Regions from separate parts of the Anas platyrhynchos genome. Here region 2 is linked to region 1. A link is a contact called in public Hi-C data. All regions are on one chromosome and are shown on one strand. The core of a region is the stretch at or near the end of the contact, and the rest is flanking DNA. Distances in the headings are between cores, read along the strand shown. Region 1 overlaps HID1 (HID1 domain containing). Region 2 holds the start of FADS6 (fatty acid desaturase 6).

The links. A called contact is a pair of places that touch in the nucleus more often than the background predicts.
Region 2: a contact with region 1 is called in a Hi-C map of skeletal muscle, with 4 times the contacts expected there. The contact joins the promoter of FADS6 here to the enhancer-like site in region 1. A contact is called at or near these places in 2 of 8 Hi-C or Micro-C datasets (liver and skeletal muscle).

What each region holds. Positions count from the first base shown.
Region 1 is chr19:9,464,941-9,468,103 of IASCAAS_PekinDuck_T2T, reverse strand. HID1 (HID1 domain containing) reads right to left here. Exons shown (of 19, transcript XM_038165304.2): 14 at 2,708-2,935; 15 at 2,126-2,232. Among named protein-coding and RNA genes, the nearest start is that of OTOP3, 15 kb to the left of the region's middle. Within about 2 kb of position 1,608, at least 2 of the 8 cell types and tissues checked have an H3K27ac peak or open chromatin away from gene starts, as enhancers often do.
Region 2 is chr19:9,518,060-9,521,298 of IASCAAS_PekinDuck_T2T, reverse strand. FADS6 (fatty acid desaturase 6) reads right to left here and starts at 1,652. Exons shown (of 6, transcript XM_072025635.1): 1 at 854-1,652; 2 at 1-164. The coding sequence starts at 1,235.

The DNA of each region.
Region 1 (3,163 bases), core at 359-2,858:
ATTCCGCTTCACAGGCTGCCAGAGGAAGAAAACCATTCTAAAAGTTCTCAGCAAAGATCTCGCTGAATGACAACATAATTAATTGTGTGCTTAAAGACTTCTGGCTGACTGTGACTACACCTGGCACCAGGGAAGGCCACGAAGGGTAAGTAAGACTGATCCTACGCTATTCAGGATCACTGTTTGTTCCAGTTTACTCCAAGCCTAAGCAGCAATATTGTTTTGCAATGCTGGCAGTTACAGCCTTACATTTCAGCTTCATTGCCTTGTCCCCATCAAGTTTCTAAAAATAGAATTCATAAAAACAAAACCCCTTTGATCTCGTTCAGATGACCTTACCCTCTCTTCCTCTTCCCTCCTCTGTCTCCCACAGCCCTTGCCCCCTTTCAGCTGTCATCCGAGGGCTGGCAGCCAGCTGACATATTTAGGAGATGTGAGATGGAATTACACTGAAATGTGAGGGGTGTTAAACGTTTCACGAGACACTTTTGAAATGTTTATGGCTGATAAGGGAAGAACATTGCAACAGATAAATGAAAGAACATAAATCACTCGTAAGGGTGGGGGATCCTAACATTTATCCCTTGTCTCTTAGTTTATCTTAACTCAGCAGGTCGGAATCAGGATGGAGCCCAGAAAGAAGACAATGTTCAGACAGCCTGAAACACCACAACCCCTGGAGACTGGTGCGTGCGACCTGAAGCACAATGCAGTTGCAGTGATGATTATCCCCATAGCAAATCCCACACCCGGTGCTTTACTGCCCTTCACCTCCTGTCTGCCTTCTGGCCCCATGCCAAATGTTCAGCCATGCAAGCAGCACTGCTGCAGCCAGGTAGAGCTGGCTAACGGGCAATGTCTGTCCAAGACTAAACACCCCACGTGCACACACACACACAAGCAGAAGCAACAGAGAGGTTCAGAATGGAAGGGTAAAATAGAGGAGTCTCCAGCCTGCTCTGCTAGATTGAGATGTCCTTTCAAATATCCCCTACTTGTACCTCAGTTCTGCAGCACTGTCACAGCCAAAAGCATGTCAAGAGAAAAACAGACCTAAAGATTCTTGTAACATCTCCACGAGCCATAGAAGCCCACAATAAAATACATCGCCTCACCTCAACTCGTTACCTCCTGCACAGTTGGCTTTACACCTGGTGAGAGCTGGTCAAGAATTAAGCCATTCCACAGAAAATTAAGAGAGGAAAAACTGGGAAAGAGTAATGCCTTTCACCCTGGGGCAGCCACGCACCCTTGTGTGGATGGATGCAGCGTTCTCACTGCAAGCAAATGGCTCAGGGGACAGTAAATGCTTACGCAGAACACAAGGCAGCACTAGGTGCATAAACGTGGCCTTGCTGAAGAAGCACAGAATGCGCAGGGCAGCCTTCCTAAGATGCTTCCTACAAGACAGCCGGGAGGGTTTTGAAAGCAGACTGGAAAGGTCACTATCTGAGGAGTTAATGGCGAGCATCAGAAGACTCCTGCTCCGCTGAAATTGGAAAGCAGCCATTTTATAGCTCTTGATGGGGAAAGTCAGTAGATGCCAGAAGGCTGACACCACCAGCAGAGCCTAAAAGAGCAGCACAGCCCTGACTCACAAACCGCAAAGCCTCTGTCTCATCTGCGTGGCTGAACAACTGCCACTCTGAAGGCAGCGTCCCAAGCAAGCCCTCACGGGAACACACTTTTCACAACAGCAGCAAGCCAGAGTATGCTGGCAGAGCTCTGCATTCCAGAAAGGACAGAGACAGAAGAGGAGCAGCAGTCAGAACCTGAGCTGAAAGCCTCTGAATCAGGAATGCATCCCTTTTCATTTACACACTTACTGCTCCGTCAGGAGCTTCAAGTTAGAGAAAGCTCCTCTAGTGTCCTAGCTCGTGTGGCACTAGCACGAACACGGAACAACCAAGGTGATGCAACAGTACTCATGAATAATGGTGTTTTGCAGCACAGCTCATGTAATAACACTATGCATATTGCTTCTAATGTGATGCCTTTCTTCAGGGGGCCAACTAGACCTCTTTATCTGAAGTCCCACATTTTAGTTCATTTCACAACAAGCTCTAGATCTTCCCTACGCACCAATGCCTGTCCTTACCCCACTCCAGGGCTCCCCATCACTCACAGCTGAGGGCAGGTTACCCTCTGGTGGAGGTTGTGAAGACTCAGGCTCCAGTGAACGCATGGTCCCATCCTCTGATACCTGTGACTTCTCTGTGAGCTTGTCAATTCCTGTGTTCAAAACACAAAAAGCTCAGAAGCAGTGAATTAGAAGCTTAAAAACAGGATGTTCTTCTCTGCCTTACCAGGCACAGACACTAAGCATCTGCTGACATCTGAAGCGCTCTCCTTTCAATAGGAGCAGCGAGATCTAGCTTTGATCTCATCACCTTAAAGGAGTTCATTTGTCTCTGGAAAATGCTCCTTCTTGCAACACAGACACAGAGCTCACATGGATGTAGTTAAACTGAGTCAAGAAGTCAAGATTGAGACAAAAGGTCATGTAGACACTAGGTCTGAGACTTCACTTTACTTTGACCTGCTCACAGCTTGGGCAAACTGATCTAAAGCTGAGACTGCAAGGCAGTAAGTCATTCACAGACGTAAACTCTTAATCTCTCCCACGCCCAGTGAAAGGGTGAGTCCACGCTGTACCTCACAGTGAAAACAAACCACTCTCCTGTTCCAAAGATAAACTAAAGCTGACCTGGAGTAGCCACCAAACTCGTCTTCAGTGTCCCCGGTTCAGCAGGGGCAGCAGGACGCGACCCCTCCATGGAGGCTCCATCCTGGGAGTTGGTGCGAGAAATGGGCTCGGGAGTTTTCTTCTTGCGCTGCAAACCTTTCTGGATGGACTGCGAGTCCGTGGGTAAGTTGGCCAGCTGGTGAAACACGTTCCGCTTGCGGATAACGGCGTAGACCAAATTTGAGTTCCCTGGGAATCACAGCAACAAAATGAGTAGAGGAGGAAGACTTTGCCAATGCAGTCTAGCTCGCTGGAAACTTGAAGCATGATTGTGGAGTCCCTGCAAGCTCAGAGAACCATGCCCCCACCTGTTACAAGCAATGGCACAAGGAAGAAAGAGCAGAGTTCTGTACTCTTTTATCCATCACAATGCAGTAAGGAAAATCAGCGAAATTCTTCCCAGGAGGGAAGGTTGAC
Region 2 (3,239 bases), core at 403-2,902, 53 kb before region 1:
GATGAAGAAGACAGCCCACACTTTGCCCCATGACTTGGACTCGCTGAGGGCGTTGTGGCTGGCCAGGTGGCTGCCCTTCACGGACAGGGTGTGATGTACCACGCCGAGGATGAGGATCCCGGCCAGGAACGGGACAGCCCGGGCTGAGCGCAGGCACAGGAACCCTGCAGAGAAACCCCCGGGGACCAGGGCTCAGCCACCAGCACATGCTGCAGCACTCCTCGCCTTCCTCCTCCCGTTGCTGCTCCAAAATGTGCTGACGGCTGCCCTGGGCCTGTTTTTCAGACGTAATTACAGGTATTTAAACTGCCCGAGCCAGTATTGCTGACTCCACGCCGCCCTTGGCAGCCAGGCTGCAGGTTTGGCCACTTCCAGCCCCAATGGCATGGGGTGCGCGCACCCCGCCCAGCCCCATCCCAGTAAGGTCCAGCCAGGAACCTGCAGCACCCAGACCCAGCTTTGGGCATGAGCCAGCCAAACCCCAGGACAGGCACGAGAAGGAAAACAAACTCCCCCCGAGACCCATGGGTCTCTGCATCTCGTGGGTCAGACCTGCTACCCACAGGTAACACTGAGCACTCCTCTGCGCCCACCACCACCCTCAGGGCACCCTCACCCCAACCCCGTGGATTTCCCTGCCCGGCTGCTGGGCACCCTCAGGCACCCCCAACCCCACATCCCACCTCGTCACACCACACAGGGTAAAGGGTTTATCGCAGCTTTGTTACAGCTTAACAGCTGCTAATAGGCTTTCAGCAAAGTCCCCTGCCCTACACACCTCCGACATAACAGCAGCGAGGAGGCAGCGGGACCCCCACACCCCCAGGACCCCCAGGCTCGGGGGGGCTCCTACCTGCTGGGAGCGCGAGGAGGCTGCAGGCGAGGATGGAGGCGTCCACGCCGTGCCGCTCCCACCAGCTGCTGCTCTTCACCACCTTCTGCACCCGCTCCGAGAGCTCGGCCATGAGGGACTCCTCGCCCCCCAGCACCCCAAACTGCTCCGGCTCCATCCCTGCCGGCTGCAGCCCCCCTCCAGCATCTTCTCCCCATCCGGCGGCCGCGTCCCCATCACCCAGGGCTGGTCCCAGCTGGGGTTCCTCTGCTGTCACCTCCATCCCGCTGCCACCAGGAGCTGTCCCATCCTCGTGGGGCTCCCCCCGTGTCCCCCCGAGGCTGGTGGCACCGCTGTTGTGCTGTCTCCTCCGCCTCGCCACCTCCCCGTCCCCCAGCGGCATCGCCCTGCCAAGTACAGGCAACGCACACCCTGACAGCACCCGAGGCGAGGAATTAACACCCGGGAGGGGGCAGGAAAGCACCTGGAGCCCAGCCCGAAGCCTTCAGAGCCTCGACGGTGGCCTCGTCCCCTCCGCGTCCCCCCCCTCACCCCCAGCCTCCAGCGCCGAGGCCGGGCTCCGCAGCCCCGGCTGAAGGACACGGGAAGGGCGGGAGGGGGGGGTGGGGAAGAGCAGAAAGCCACGATAATAATACAAATAAATAAAAGAAAGAAAAGCAAAAAGCCCCTCGGGGGAGCAGAGGCGCAGCCCCGTACTCACGGCTCCCCCCCGCGCTGCGCCCCGGTGCCGGGCGGCGGCGGCGGCTCGGGGAAGGGAGGAGAGGAGGAGGCCGGATGCAGATGAGCAGCCGCAGAAATCCGCCCCCGATCCCCTATTCGGGAGCACCGAGGGCACCGGGAGAGGGAGGAGGGAACGAGACGGGAGGGGAAGGATGGGGAGGCAGCGGGGAGGCTGGAGGGAGGGGAGCCGGGAGGCAGGAGCAGCCCCGAGGAGGTCAGGAGGAGGATGTGGGGTAGGGGTTGTAGGGCTGGGATAGGGGTTGTAGGGCTGGGGTAGGGGTTGTAGGGCTGGGGTAGGGTTTTATTTCCTCCGGAGGGCAGGAGCCGTGCAGCCCAACCCGCCTGGGACAGCTCCAAGGGCAGGCTGTGGGATGGTGAAAGAGGGAGCGCACCTGCGGGGCTGAGCCCTGGCCCCACTTTGCGCCTCCTCTCCTACGCTGTTGTGAGTTTTGCAAGATTTTTTTTTGTAAGAATTCCCTCTCGTTACCATCTCTGCCTCCTGGTTAATCGAGCAGGAACAGCACAGGACCGAGAGCTTTCGGGTCCCCTGCCTTTATAGCAGAAGGCTCTACAAGCAACACTTCCCCACCAGGCACCGGATTTCTCCTTTTTTTTTTGGTTACTTTTCCTAACCCAAACCTGAATCAGCTCAACCAAAAGGCACTGATTCACCTGATTCACCAAACCTCAGCTAACACCGACCCCCAGCAACTCCACACGCCAGGCTGGTTTTTGCTGCACCCCATGCTGGGGATCCCCAGACCCGAATCGGGACGGGCTCAGGACCTCCTGGAGCAGCAAATCCCTGCAGCGACTGGGAGGCAAACCTCACCCCAGCACTGTGCCAGTCCCTGAACCCCAGGGGACTCTCGTCACACCCTGGAAAAGCAATAAATAAATTAAAAAATAAATAAATTAAAAAACAAATAAATTAAATCGCACCTGCTGCCAAGGGCAGAGTGAGGGGGTGTTACACGGCTGCAGGGTGTTCTCTTCCATTCCAGCAGCTCGTGTTATGATGGATCAATTCCAGAGCCACGGGCATTAATCAAGAGAAATATTTGGAGCCGCAGCAAGCTGAAGGCCTGGCTGCAGCGGCCAAGTTCAGCAATTCCAATACACAGCTCGTTTGTCATCGCCAGCTCGTTAAGGAGGGAAGCCCAGGGCAAAGGAGAGCACCCACGGGTGGTGCTGAGCCAGGGGCGAGCGCACGAAGGTGGTGCTGGGGGACACTGCGGGGTCTGCTCATTATGGGATGCCTTCATTAACAGAGGGACCCCTGCAGTGACACCACCAGGGGTGGTGGCAGCGAGGTGATGAGCCCCAATCTGAGCTTGTCCTGCTGCTGCTCGGCACAGCCACAGGTGATTGCACAAGGCACAAGCTCAGGACGGGGCAGAACGGGTTCTGTGGCAATGGGGCAGGAGGAGACGGAGGAGGAGGAGGCAGCAGAGCGGCTCAGCCTCGTGTCCAAGCCCCAAATGAGTCAAGAGGATCCCACCGCAGCCAGGGGGAGCGTGCCCGTGTGCATGGTCCTGGGACCAGGGGCCACGTCTGCGTGGGAGAACAAGCAGTGGGTTGGGAAAAATGCAGGAAAGGCAAAGTTTAGACCCTGGGGGACGGTTTCCTTCTGGTTTTGCTTGAAGCTGCAGCCGAGGTGGGCGTT